Regions from separate parts of the Mus musculus genome. Here regions 2 and 3 are each linked to region 1. Evidence: chromatin contacts called from public promoter capture Hi-C data. All regions are on one chromosome and are shown on one strand. Each heading gives the region's core, a stretch centred on a gene start, on an enhancer-like site or on the middle of the called end of the contact. The rest is flanking DNA. Distances are from core to core; before and after follow the strand shown. Region 1 holds the start of Pcyt1b (phosphate cytidylyltransferase 1, choline, beta isoform). Region 2 holds the start of Zfx (zinc finger protein X-linked). Region 3 holds the start of Arx (aristaless related homeobox).

Evidence for each region. Promoter capture Hi-C pulls out the DNA fragments that hold promoters and counts their contacts.
Region 2: a promoter capture Hi-C map of pre-B cells shows a contact between it and region 1. The contact joins the promoter of Zfx here to the promoter of Pcyt1b in region 1. A contact is called at or near these places in 3 of 39 promoter capture datasets (the 3T3-L1 cell line, hippocampal neurons and pre-B cells) and 1 of 115 datasets of contacts at active chromatin or transcription factors (embryonic limb bud).
Region 3: a promoter capture Hi-C map of embryonic stem cells shows a contact between it and region 1, with 3 times the contacts expected there. The contact joins the promoter of Arx here to the promoter of Pcyt1b in region 1. A contact is called at or near these places in 5 of 39 promoter capture datasets (embryonic stem cells, hippocampal neurons, liver and 2 more), 3 of 484 Hi-C or Micro-C datasets (embryonic stem cells and pre-B cells) and 4 of 115 datasets of contacts at active chromatin or transcription factors (astrocytes, embryonic forebrain, embryonic stem cells and 1 more).

The regions. Positions count from the first base shown.
Region 1 is chrX:93,673,376-93,677,096 of GRCm38.p6, forward strand. Pcyt1b (phosphate cytidylyltransferase 1, choline, beta isoform) reads left to right here and starts at 1,737. Exons shown (of 8, transcript NM_211138.1): 1 at 1,737-2,101. The coding sequence starts at 1,985.
Region 2 is chrX:94,121,429-94,125,149 of GRCm38.p6, forward strand. It overlaps Zfx (zinc finger protein X-linked), which reads right to left and starts at 1,979. Exons shown (of 9, transcript NM_001044386.1): 1 at 1,640-1,979.
Region 3 is chrX:93,284,606-93,288,326 of GRCm38.p6, forward strand. It overlaps Arx (aristaless related homeobox), which reads left to right and starts at 1,902. Exons shown (of 6, transcript NM_001305940.1): 1 at 1,902-1,954; 2 at 2,073-2,318. The coding sequence starts at 2,123.

The DNA of each region.
Region 1 (3,721 bases), core at 487-2,986:
GCTGCACTTATAGGTGGTTGTGAGGTATCTAACATGAGCGGTGTGTGCTCTTAACCACTGAGCCATTTCTCTAGTCCCTAGAGTTCTCTTAAGCATAGGTGATAGTGTCAAGTGAGCTACGTCATCCTGACTTAAATCGACAACTTTGGTGGGGTTTTGTTTGTCTGTTTGTTTTAGTGTTTGTTGTTGTTTGTTTGTTTGTTGTTTTTTCAAGACAGGGTTTCTCTGTGTAGCCCTGGCTGTCCTGGAACTCACTCTGTAGACCAGGCTGGCCTTGAACTCAGAAATCCGCCTGCCTCTGCCTCCCGAGTGCTGGGATCAAAGGCGTGTGCCACCACGCCCGGCTAAGACTGGTATTTTTATTCCATCCTGTGAACCACTGTTTCTCAAGTTATGGTCCCCATACCTGCAGCATTAGAATTACCAAGAAGCTCACTAAAAATGCAAATGCAAGCCCCACCTCAAACCTGCAAAATTTGATTTTTGGATCTGTCATGGGACCTATAGTTTTCACTCCTAAGACATTGCTGGCTGGTGATTCTGTTGTTGTCCACTGCTGGTCTGTGGCCACACTTGGATAGAAACCGTAGTTAGAAACACAAAATGAAAGCTTTGGAAGCATAAGGATTTATTCGGCTTGAATGGATTCTTCCTTAGTTCCTTTTGTGCTACACTTGCTGTATCCCTCCCTGCTCCTCCTCCCTCTTCTTCAAATGCCAGCTCCATTGCTTATGAACTTTGAGACCCTACGCAATTACTCTAAGTTGCAATTTCCTTACTTAGAACGTGGGGATAATAATAGGATCTGCTTTGGGTTCTTATGAAGATTAAGGAAGATCTAAGTAAAGTACTTGGCACTGCACCTGTGCTTAACAAATACTAGTGATTTTATTTCTTACTAATATTAGACATGGCATTTCACTAGAACAAACACTTTTGCAAGTTCTTTCCTTGGAATGTGTGTCTTCAGACTCCTCTTACACTGATGTTTTAGGATAATGTAAACACTAAGGCACATCACTGTGGTTTTTTTTCCCTCAGATTTCCATGAGCACTTGGATAGGAGTCTAGGCCCTATACTATAGGATATAGGGATGTTAGATAAGTGTACTGTGGAACAGATGACAGTAAGACTAATGGGGAAAGGCTGGCTGAGGAAGAGAGGGCAGTTAGACCTGGGAGGCAGGCTGTCAAAGACAACCTACCTCCTTTAAACTTCCTCCTGGAGCAGCCCCAGGGATAGACAGAGTTACAACAGGCCTTAGGCATCTGTCAGTGTTCCTGTCTTATGCAGTCCAGAAGATGAACACTCGGATGCCCACAGTGAGTTGCCGGACAAGCCCTCAGAAGCCAGTGGGCAATTGACCTAGTGGTTTGGGGCTTTAAAGTGGCTCTGCCTTCAGAACGATTCCTATTTAGCAAATGTTCTGACTACAACTGCATTAAATGCTCATGCCAGGGAATGGTCCTTTATGCTCTTTTGCGACGCGTCTGGGGCACCTCAGGAAACAGCTTTATCTTATCTAAGAAGTGCAGGGAGTCCTTACCAGGCACTGACAGAGACCTTCACAAGTGAATTAAATGCAAAAAACAAAAGCAGCAAGTTCAGGCCCGGTGGGTAAGGCAGGCCAGCCAATGGGCCCCGGCCGCTCCCAGGTGGAGTGGTACTATGATGACAGTAACCAACCAGCGTGCTCCATGCAAATGAGGATACTGTATCCGCACCAGACGCTCCCGTGCTGTCTGGTTGTTATAGTGATAAACTGAGGCCCTGCCTCTGGGCTTCTCCGAGAAAGAAAAGGGTGGTGTGTGCGTTGGGGGTGGGGGTGGGGGTAACCTCTTTACTTCCCCCCAGGGAAGACAAAAAAGAAGGGAAGAAGAAGGGGGATGGGTAGGGAAGAGAAAAATACGTGACAAAGAAAACATTCTTTGCCTGGGAGGAGACTCCCAGAGGGTGTAGAGCTGGAGGGAGCATTCACTGGCCATGCCAGTACTTACCACTGATGCTGAGTCAGAAACAGGTATCCCAAAATCCCTTTCCAATGAGCCTCCCTCAGAAACCATGGAGGAAATAGAGCACACATGCCCACAGCCTCGACTGGTAAGTAAAGACAAAGGATGGAAATGTATGCGTGGCTATGGCACAAAAGAGTTCCTTCTGTGCCCGCAGCCAGCGAGGAAAAAAAAAATGCTTACAGGATTTTCATGTAAATGAGAATGGAGCTGCAGCCTAATCCTTCTCAGCTGTTTATACTTAGCTCCTATACCGGACACTGTTCTCAGCTTACAAAGCATTATTGTATTGGCTGGGTAGGAAACGGGCTGCTGGGGATATGTTGTGCTTTTTTGTGCTTTGGGAGAAGAAAGAATGACCTCCCCCCCCCCTCCCTTTTAGGTGCATTGTCACAGTTTTAAAATGGTTTTCTTCTTCACAAACCTTGGACTGCTTCCCCGGTGAAGTTCTAAATTCTAGCTCAGGAACGATTTCTTTCTTTCTTTCGTTCTTTCTTTCTCTCTCTTTCTTTCATACCTAATGGCAAACGAAAACTATATGAAAACAAAACACCCTCATTCCTCTGATATATACCTTGAGGTTGCATGTAGAAAGAACGTGCGTTGAAAAGGAAGCGTGAACCTTTTTAGGACGATACTGAAGATTTCTAGTCAGGCAATGGCAACCTGGAGATGCTACGTTTATTTAGAATGGGGATGCATGCCTTTAAGAATGAAAGTACAGAAACAGGGCTAGAGCTTTCTTCTCTCTCAGTAACTGTGTCTCTATTGAGCAGCTTCTTTCACACTTGTTCTATTCTTTAGGTAAATGGGGAAGTTTCTTCTCAACCACTTCAGCAAACCTGGCCTCAAGGAATTAAAAAAAAAATAAAAAAGTCAAATAAATTGTAGGTTTCTTGAAGCTTGAAATCCTATACAACCTGGGGATACTGCTCTTTGAACCCCCAAATCCAAGACACAGACTAGAGTTATCCTTTCTTCAAGGATTTCTTCCAAGTTAAAACGTAAAGTGTTTTGATTGGCTGTGCAGTTTGACAGTAGGGAGACTTTTTTTTTTTTTAAAGAGGTTTGTTGTTGTTTTTGTTTTGGGGTTTTTTTTGGTGTAGAATTTTATATGAGCCCCCACATAATCTGGACTTACAGATTTCAATGCTAATCCACTATTGAACTGTTATTTCTTAATAAGGGTTTGAAGGCAGGCTTGGATCAACTTTCTGAAATCAGATAACCAGCGGGGAGTTATATTAGAGCAGTTTCTATGTTTTGAGGCATGTTTTTAGGGTATTTCAATATTAACTACTTCTTAGCCCATTAGCCAGTGACTGTGTGACATAAGTCATGTGGCCTCTGTGCACTTCTGTCATATAAATTTTTCTGATAAGTTGGTTATTTAAAAATTCCTCTGGGCCACTAAACAACTCATGGTTTAATAGTGGAAAAAACTGACCGCTAAAAGTGAATCACAAAATCTCCCAGAATATACATTTTAAATAAGTGCAATATACAAACTTGAAAACATACCCCTTTGGATAAAGAGTTTAGGCAGCAGAGAGAAAGGCAGTATCCAGCCCCAGTTTAATATATTTTCTTTCCCTCTCACCATTTAGCTGTTCCACTCCTTGCCTAGTTGGCCTGAGAGGGGTGTGCACAGGTAATCCCGGAAGGGACTAAGTTCAGTTCATTCTTTTGCTTTGAGCTTCTCTCAGGT
Region 2 (3,721 bases), core at 729-3,228, 450 kb after region 1:
AACAGTAAATACTTGCTGTTCTCTAAAGAAACTTCACCCTTGAAACGCCCTTTGCCTGTCTGGGCCATCAGGCTTGTAACCTCAAAATGCCACCTATTTCAGGAACTCCTTCCTGATGCTTCAAACAGAAACCATGTCTGCTCTGAAACCCACTTTAACTCGGATGTAGCCTTCGCGCGGCACTTCTTACAGTTCAACATTTGCTCTTCTACTTCTGAACAACAAGCCTCCCACAGCCACCACTTACAAGAACCCTCCTTACTCTTTCTCAGCACCTAGCACAGCCGGCATGGGACGCCGAGGTTACCAGCAAAGTTGTACCGGGTGAGATCGAAAGAAATTTCATGGGGTGCGATTCCACTCTAAAAACCTCACAAACGGGCTACCACAGCGAATCAACGAAAGCTAGCTAATACGTCACATTACATCGTTGGATAAGAAAATAACTTTCTGCCCTTTAATTTTCCTCAGTTAAATAAATAAATATATATACCAAAATTCAAACGCAGCCTCCCAAGAAACTTGTTTCCACAGAAAGGAACACAAAAACTTCCCTCCGATATGCTAGTCTTCCGCTTTCGTAGGATGCCTTTTTCCCCCTATTGGTCAAAAGAGTGGTGAGAACTTTCCCATCACTTTTCTTTCTTTATTCACAGAGTCGTGAAAGCAACGATTGGCGGAGAAGCACCGCACCAGGGTCACCCTAACGGCCACGTCTATCTACCTCTGAGAAAATAAAGTCCTAAGAAAATGTCTCCGGCTCCACTACTGCCACCGCGGCAGATCACCCTGAAGCGGCAGCAAAGCGCCGGGAAAAGGCTCGGAGCCCCGGGGCCATACAGATGAGGTGGCTCCAGCGCCAAGACGGCCGCGATGGCCGCCTGCGGCAGCTCAACTGAAACACAGCGGAAACAGCAGCCAGTCACGGGGCTGTGGGAGGCTGGGCAGGAAGGTGGCGCTGCCGCCAAGCGCCTGGGATCCAAGTGCTCATCATGGCGACGAGGGCAATGGCCGCCATGGGGAGCGAACACGCCCCTGCGCGCACACTCGACGCCGCGCCCGGGCTCCGGTCCCCGTAGCTAGCGCCGCCGCGGCCCGCTCTCACACCCCCCCTCACGGGCTGTAGCGGAATTTTCTCCTCAGACGCCGCCTTCAAAATGGCGGCTCCCCCTCCCGGCAACCCCCTCCGTCGTAGCCTGCAGCAGGCGCCGGCCGGCCGCCATCTTGTCCCCCGTCCCTCTTCCCCCCCCCCTCGCCGATATTTACATAGCGAAAATCGGCCGGGCCGGCCTGCGGCCTTCACCTCATGCCTGCAGCCTTAGCCTCCTCGCCAGGCCTCGCCCCCGCACGGTGCCCCGGGTCGGCCACGTCGCCCACCCGGGACCCCTCAGCCGCCTCCCCAACCGCCGGGCGGCACTGCCCCGGTCCCCGCCCGTTTCCAGAACGCGCCTCGACCGCCGTTCTGAGCGCCCGGGCGCCACCCCGGGCCTAACTGCGGCCTCCTCGGGGCCTGCTCGGCGTCGCGCGCCACGCCGCCCGGCCTAGCGCGGGAGGGCGCCTTGCGGGCCGCCGAGCAGGCCGAGAGCAGGCCGCCGCGCGCGCACCAGGCCCTACGGCCGCAGTGGCGCCCCGGACTCACCGGACGGTCGTGCGGCGGTCGGCGACGGTGGCGGGTGCTGCAGGCCGGCCTTTCTCTGGAGCACTGGGCCGGGCTCCGGCTGGTGGGGCGGGCGGAGGGAGGGAGGAGGGGCCGAGCTCGGAGCTGACAAAAAGCGGCCCAGCTCCCCGGCACGGGCCCGCCGTCAGCACGTCACGTCACCGCCGGGGAGAGAGACCCAGGAAAATGCGGAAGGGTAGCTGGGCCCCCTCCTCCGCCCGGTGGGTCCCGCTGACGCCCCGGGTTGGCGCCCTTCACGCCCCGCAACCGGGGAGCCCAGTGGCCTCGCTGCGGCGGGGTCTCCGGCGGCCCGAGTTTCCGTGACAGCGCCCCCCTTCTTTCCACCTCCGCGCTCCCGCCCGCCACCGCCGCCACACACGCGCCGCCGCCGCCGCCTCGGCTGTAAAATCCGCACGAGGCCGTGGCCCACCGACACCGTCGAGAGGCGGGAGGCCCGGGCCACCCCCCACCATGTTTGTGGGCCGCGGCCACCCCCCGGGGGCCTTCGGGGACACCTACCGCCTCTCCGCGAGGGTCCCGGCCTGAGGCGGTGGCTCGAGTTGTTTGCAGGCCCGCAGACCCCCCTCCCGCCGTAAATGTGTGTGTGTGCGGTGTGTGTGTGTTTTCATCCCCGGTGCCTGGGGATGAAGATAAATTTAGCAACCCTCGCCGTCCCCTGCCTTCCCTTTAAAAAAAAAAAAAAAAAAAAAAACAACTTTGAAACAAAATGAAAATGGCCTTGCCAATTTGAATGGTGCAGGCAGAGTGTTGGGGGGGTACCTAGAATAACAACCAAACCCGGTAATTTTTTTTTTAATAAATAAGCTTTCTGTCGGGAAGCCAAATTGGTCTCTTTTTATGGGGGGGGGGGTTAGGTACATTTTGAAGCCTTTAGCACACTGCAGAGAATAGAGATTTTTAGTGCTATAGAAACTACACGTGTGTTACACTGGAAGTCTATGGATCATAACTTTTATGTATGTAATAATGCTATAACACTCTACAATTATCGAGATTTTTTTAAATAAAATTCTTAAGTCTCTTAAACTTTAAGAAGATAAAGAAGTGAAAGTATCTGATTCAACAAAATATTTATAAACTTAAAAATAGGAGTTTTGTGTTTTTCTCAATCCAGATCACTATGTGGCATTTTTTTTTTGCCAGACAGGGTTTCTCTGAGTAGTCCTAGCTGTCCTGAAACTTAACTTTGTAGACAAGGCTGAACTCAAGAGATCTACCCGCCTCTGCCTCCCAAGCGCTAAGATTAAAGGCATGGGCCACTACCACCGAAAAACATTAAACTATATAGTTTGTACATTACTGTAGACTCTAACATGATAGAACTTTTTGTGGTGTACTGGGGGACATAAGACAGTGGATATTTCGGGATATAGCCAATTTCTTGCCTCGGCCTCCCAAGTGCTGGGATCACAGACGTGTGCTCAGACACCCAGCTTGACATATTGGTAGACAGTGTTGATAGCTGTTTTCCCATAGTTAAGACATCTTTAAAGAACAAAAAGGATAAAGCAAATTGCAAACTGGGGTGAGGTGTCTTTAAACATATTCTAAGAATGTAAATTGTTTCATCAGCTTACAATCATAAAATTGTTTTTAAAAGGGAGACAGGCATGATAACTCAAACCTGTAATGTCCACAATCCAAAAAGGATTTTGGCAAGTTTCAGGCCAGACTGTGGTATATTCAGTGAGATTCTGTCACACACACACACACACCTAAGGGCCTCTACTTAATGTGAGCGCGCGTGCGTGTGTGGTGTGGTGTGGTGTGTATGTGTGTGTGTGTGCTCTCTTAGGTAGAACCTATACTAAGAACAGAAATTAGCATGGACAATGGGAGAAGATGGCATAAATCTGTAAAGTGTTCCTTCATTTTCCGCTCAGATCTACTAGAAATCTAGTAGATCTAGCTAGTAATCAGTCATTTTCTTATGGGGTTTTAGCTTCCTGCCATCAAAAAAAAAAAGTCGCTGGGCAATGGTGGCGCATGCCTTTAATCCCAGCACTTGGGAGGCAGAGGCAGGTCGATTTCTGAGTTTGAGAC
Region 3 (3,721 bases), core at 652-3,151, 390 kb before region 1:
GTCTCTGTATCCCCAGACCGACACCCGCAGCGACGCAGGCGAGGGTCTTTGCCTGGAAGCTTGAGGGAAACCCAAGAGTCTTTATATCTCTGGGCTGCTCTGAGGCCCCAGGACGAAGAAGGGCTAGGGAGGGGAACAGGCGCGGAGAACATAATATTGGGCTAAAGTTAGATGAGACCATATTTAAAACATCAAAAGATGAGGATGCAAATAGAACCCAAGAAAGACAGAAACCTATTCTAGGTACCTTGGAATCTCAGAGAGGGCATAAAAGAAAAGCCAATGTCAAGGCAACTCACAGCCTCTTCCTCCACCATTTGAGGGTACGAAAACTATGCTGAGAAGCCGGCAGAAAACACCGAAGAGACCATGGCATGGAAGGATAGAGACAAATCCTTTTTGCTCCGTTTTTTACTACTACTAGTAGTAGTGTGGTGTTAGTATTAGTAGTATTGATGTGTCTGTCTGTTCTCAACTCTGTACCCCCTCAAGTTGCGTTGAGGACTCCTGCCAAGCTAGCCCGATCGATCTATCTGCCACTCACCCACTAGCATCCAAGAGTTATGCAGATGTTTATGGCTGGGGGGAAAAATCCCAGTTAGGTATCCTTGTATTTTTAAATACTGACTGTAAGTGATTCAAGTATAATCCTTTGTAAAACGTTTTCTCTTTGACACATTGAAGGGGCTGAGAGAGGAAAACCTGGCGTGGATTCCCCTTCCCCGACCTCTTACCCACCTCCCTCACCCCCACCCCGCCAAAGTCAAGGCCGTAGCTGTCTCTTGGAACCTACACCTAGGGAATGAGGGTGTCCATTCTGGCTCCTCTCCGGGATCGACCCAACTTCACTCAGGGTTGGGTCCAATACTGGGAGCCCTTTGAGAAGCAACTGCTTCCCCTTAAGGCGCTCCTCCATCACTTTTGCTAACAGGGGCCAGGTCACAGGATTCAAAATGTTAGGCATTTCGACTTGGTTCAAGGTAAAGGTCAGTCCCTTCTGTCCTAGGAAACTGAGAATCACACTTCTGCAGTGCAAGGGGTTTCATACGCCAGGCGCTGCCAGGGGGTGACAGCCTAACCAAGATAAATTTGGAGAAGTAGGGAAAGAGTGAGGAGTGTCAGAAGAGAAAAGAGACTCCCCCAGTCTTGTTCCCAGTCTCCTCTCTGGGAGGTTTGGACTCTTTCTTGCCAGTCCCTTTCACCTCTCTGAATACTCCAGGGAAGACTCTGTCTTTAGCAGGGCTCTGTATTTAAGGACCTTTTCACAGTCCAGAGTTAAAAACAGAGACAGAGAATGTTGGGAGCGGATATTAACAAGAGAGCAACAGATAGGTTCTGGATGAAGACAAATAACTCTAGGCTTTGAGCCACAAGAGAAAAAGCAAAGGCTCAGACAGCAGATGGTTGCCTCTGACACGTCGGAGGTCCATTGGTCCTAGAAAGGATGGTGACTGAACAGCGCTGAGGTCAAGACACTGTCCTAGGAGGATAATGTCGGCATTGAAAGGCGCCAGGTTGATCTCGTACAGCTACAGGGAGCTAGGTCCTCTGGATAGTGGAAGGGGTGCCGAAGTCCAAGAGGCACCCACAAACCTAGCACCCAATTGAGCTACAACTAAGAGTATAACCCTAAGGACAAGAAGGAGCGACAAGAAAACGATATCAAAGTTTGAAAGTAGTTAGTTTAAAAGAAGAGAAAGAGAAAGAAAAGGAAATTTGGCTCTAGTGCGTGCCAGCTGCTAATCCCCTGCCCCCACACTCATAGGCCCCTCTCCGAAATCCAGTTCGCGCTTTGCGCTTTGCCGGCAGGCCTACGCAGCCCGGCCTCTGTCGAGAGCCAATCAGAGAGCGCCTCTCAGCACGTGGAGCAGAGAGACACCAGAGCTCCGCGCCCGCGGCTCACTACACTTGTTACCGCTTGTCCTGAGCGCGGAGAGGACGAGCTCCGGCTGAGGTCAGGGTGGGAGCCCGCAACCGAGGGGGACGGAAAGGAACAAAGATCGCAGTAATAACTGTTTTAATCAGCCATCCAACCCATCCCCAACACACACCCTTTTCATCCAACCCTCCAGGAGAGAGGAGCAGAGGTCCGCTCTCTGAGCCCAAGGAAAAAGCACCAGCCATGAGCAATCAGTACCAGGAAGAGGGCTGCTCTGAGAGGCCGGAGTGCAAGAGTAAATCTCCAACTTTGCTCTCCTCCTACTGCATCGACAGCATCCTGGGCCGGAGAAGCCCATGCAAAATGAGGCTTCTGGGAGCCGCGCAGAGCTTGCCTGCCCCGCTGGCCAGCCGCGCTGACCAGGAAAAAGCCATGCAAGGTAAGGTTGTGCCGGACAGGCACCTGCAAAAGAGCATTGGGCATTGGTTTGAATGTTTGAAACTGGGGACAAGGGGCCTGGGACTTGTCAAGTTGGAGACATAGGGAAGAGAAGGGAGAACTCTAGGGCCTGGGGCCTTAGAGAGAAGGACCGTCTCTATCTCTCCTTCCAGAAAAAGCAGGGGCCCAAGCTTCATTTGGGGGTGGGACTCTTAGATACTTAGATGCGATTAAAAGTCCCTTTTGGTGGCCTTGGGTGTGCCCCGAATGGCACTGAAGCAGCAGATGCTCTTAATTCCTTTAAAAGCAGCAACTTCACGGAGGCAAGAACCCCAAAAGCTAAGGAATGGTGGTGGTGTCTTCAGGCAAGGTGAACTTTGGCCTTTCTCCTTTGGAAGATTTCTTTATAAGCGGTGTTTTGTGTTTCCTTTTAGTTTTTAATTGTACATTATTGATGACCTTTTAAATGCGAGTGTTGGCAGAAAACATTACCCTAGGGTGCTCCAAACAGCAACTTAATGGATTCGAAATGCATGAAATGTATACCCTCTGGGCGCTACTTTTCTCTACTGTGTTAATTTTTAAGAGTTGAGATATCTAAAGTGTTTTCTTTTCTGAAATTAAAAAATCCAAAACAAGTGTCCTTTGGTCCTCTGAACTAATACTCAAGTTTCCCCATGAGCTGGATGCAGTAGTGTTGCAGGCAAAGAAGTGTTGGTGTCGTTTAAACCCTGAAGCCAGCGAGCCAGCAGCTACACCTTTGGAAGATCGGAGCGAAAGACAGAGAATGAGGCTTTCTAAAATAAAACTGACTTTTCCCCTTTTCCTTTTTTAGCCTGCAAGGGCACCTGTGCTAGGCGCTTCCTCCAAGGGAAGGAGCAGCCTGTGCCTGTTGAACCTCACCCCTGTCCCCGCTCCAGACATTTCTTTCCAAATTTTCTCCAGAAATTTTCTTTGCCATTTTGGGCTAGGGAACCCTGCCTCCTGCCTCTGTGGGCTGTTGGGACATGGCGGGTGCTCAGGGCCCTGAGACCCAGGCCGCTTCGCCCCGCAGGGGTCGCCCGAGGGGCAGTGCCCCTCTTGCTACCTTGGGGCCCATAGGACAGAACAGCTGGCAGAAGTCTGGCGCGAAGTTTTCAGAGTAGTGGTGATTTTTTAAAGTTGTTCGATTTTTAAAAATTTGCCCCACCCTAAAATGGAGAGGAGGATTAAAGAGAAAGGAGTGAAATAAGATAGAGGAAAAGTGGAATCATGAAGGCAAAAAACAGAAAGGCATTAAAGGCGAAAAGGACGAGGAAAGGAGTGGGGAGAAAGTAGAAAGAAAAAGAAAAATAAGGGGGTGCGAAAGGAGTACTACAAGAAAGAAAGAGGAAATAAAGAGCAGAATATGAAAGAAATGAAGGG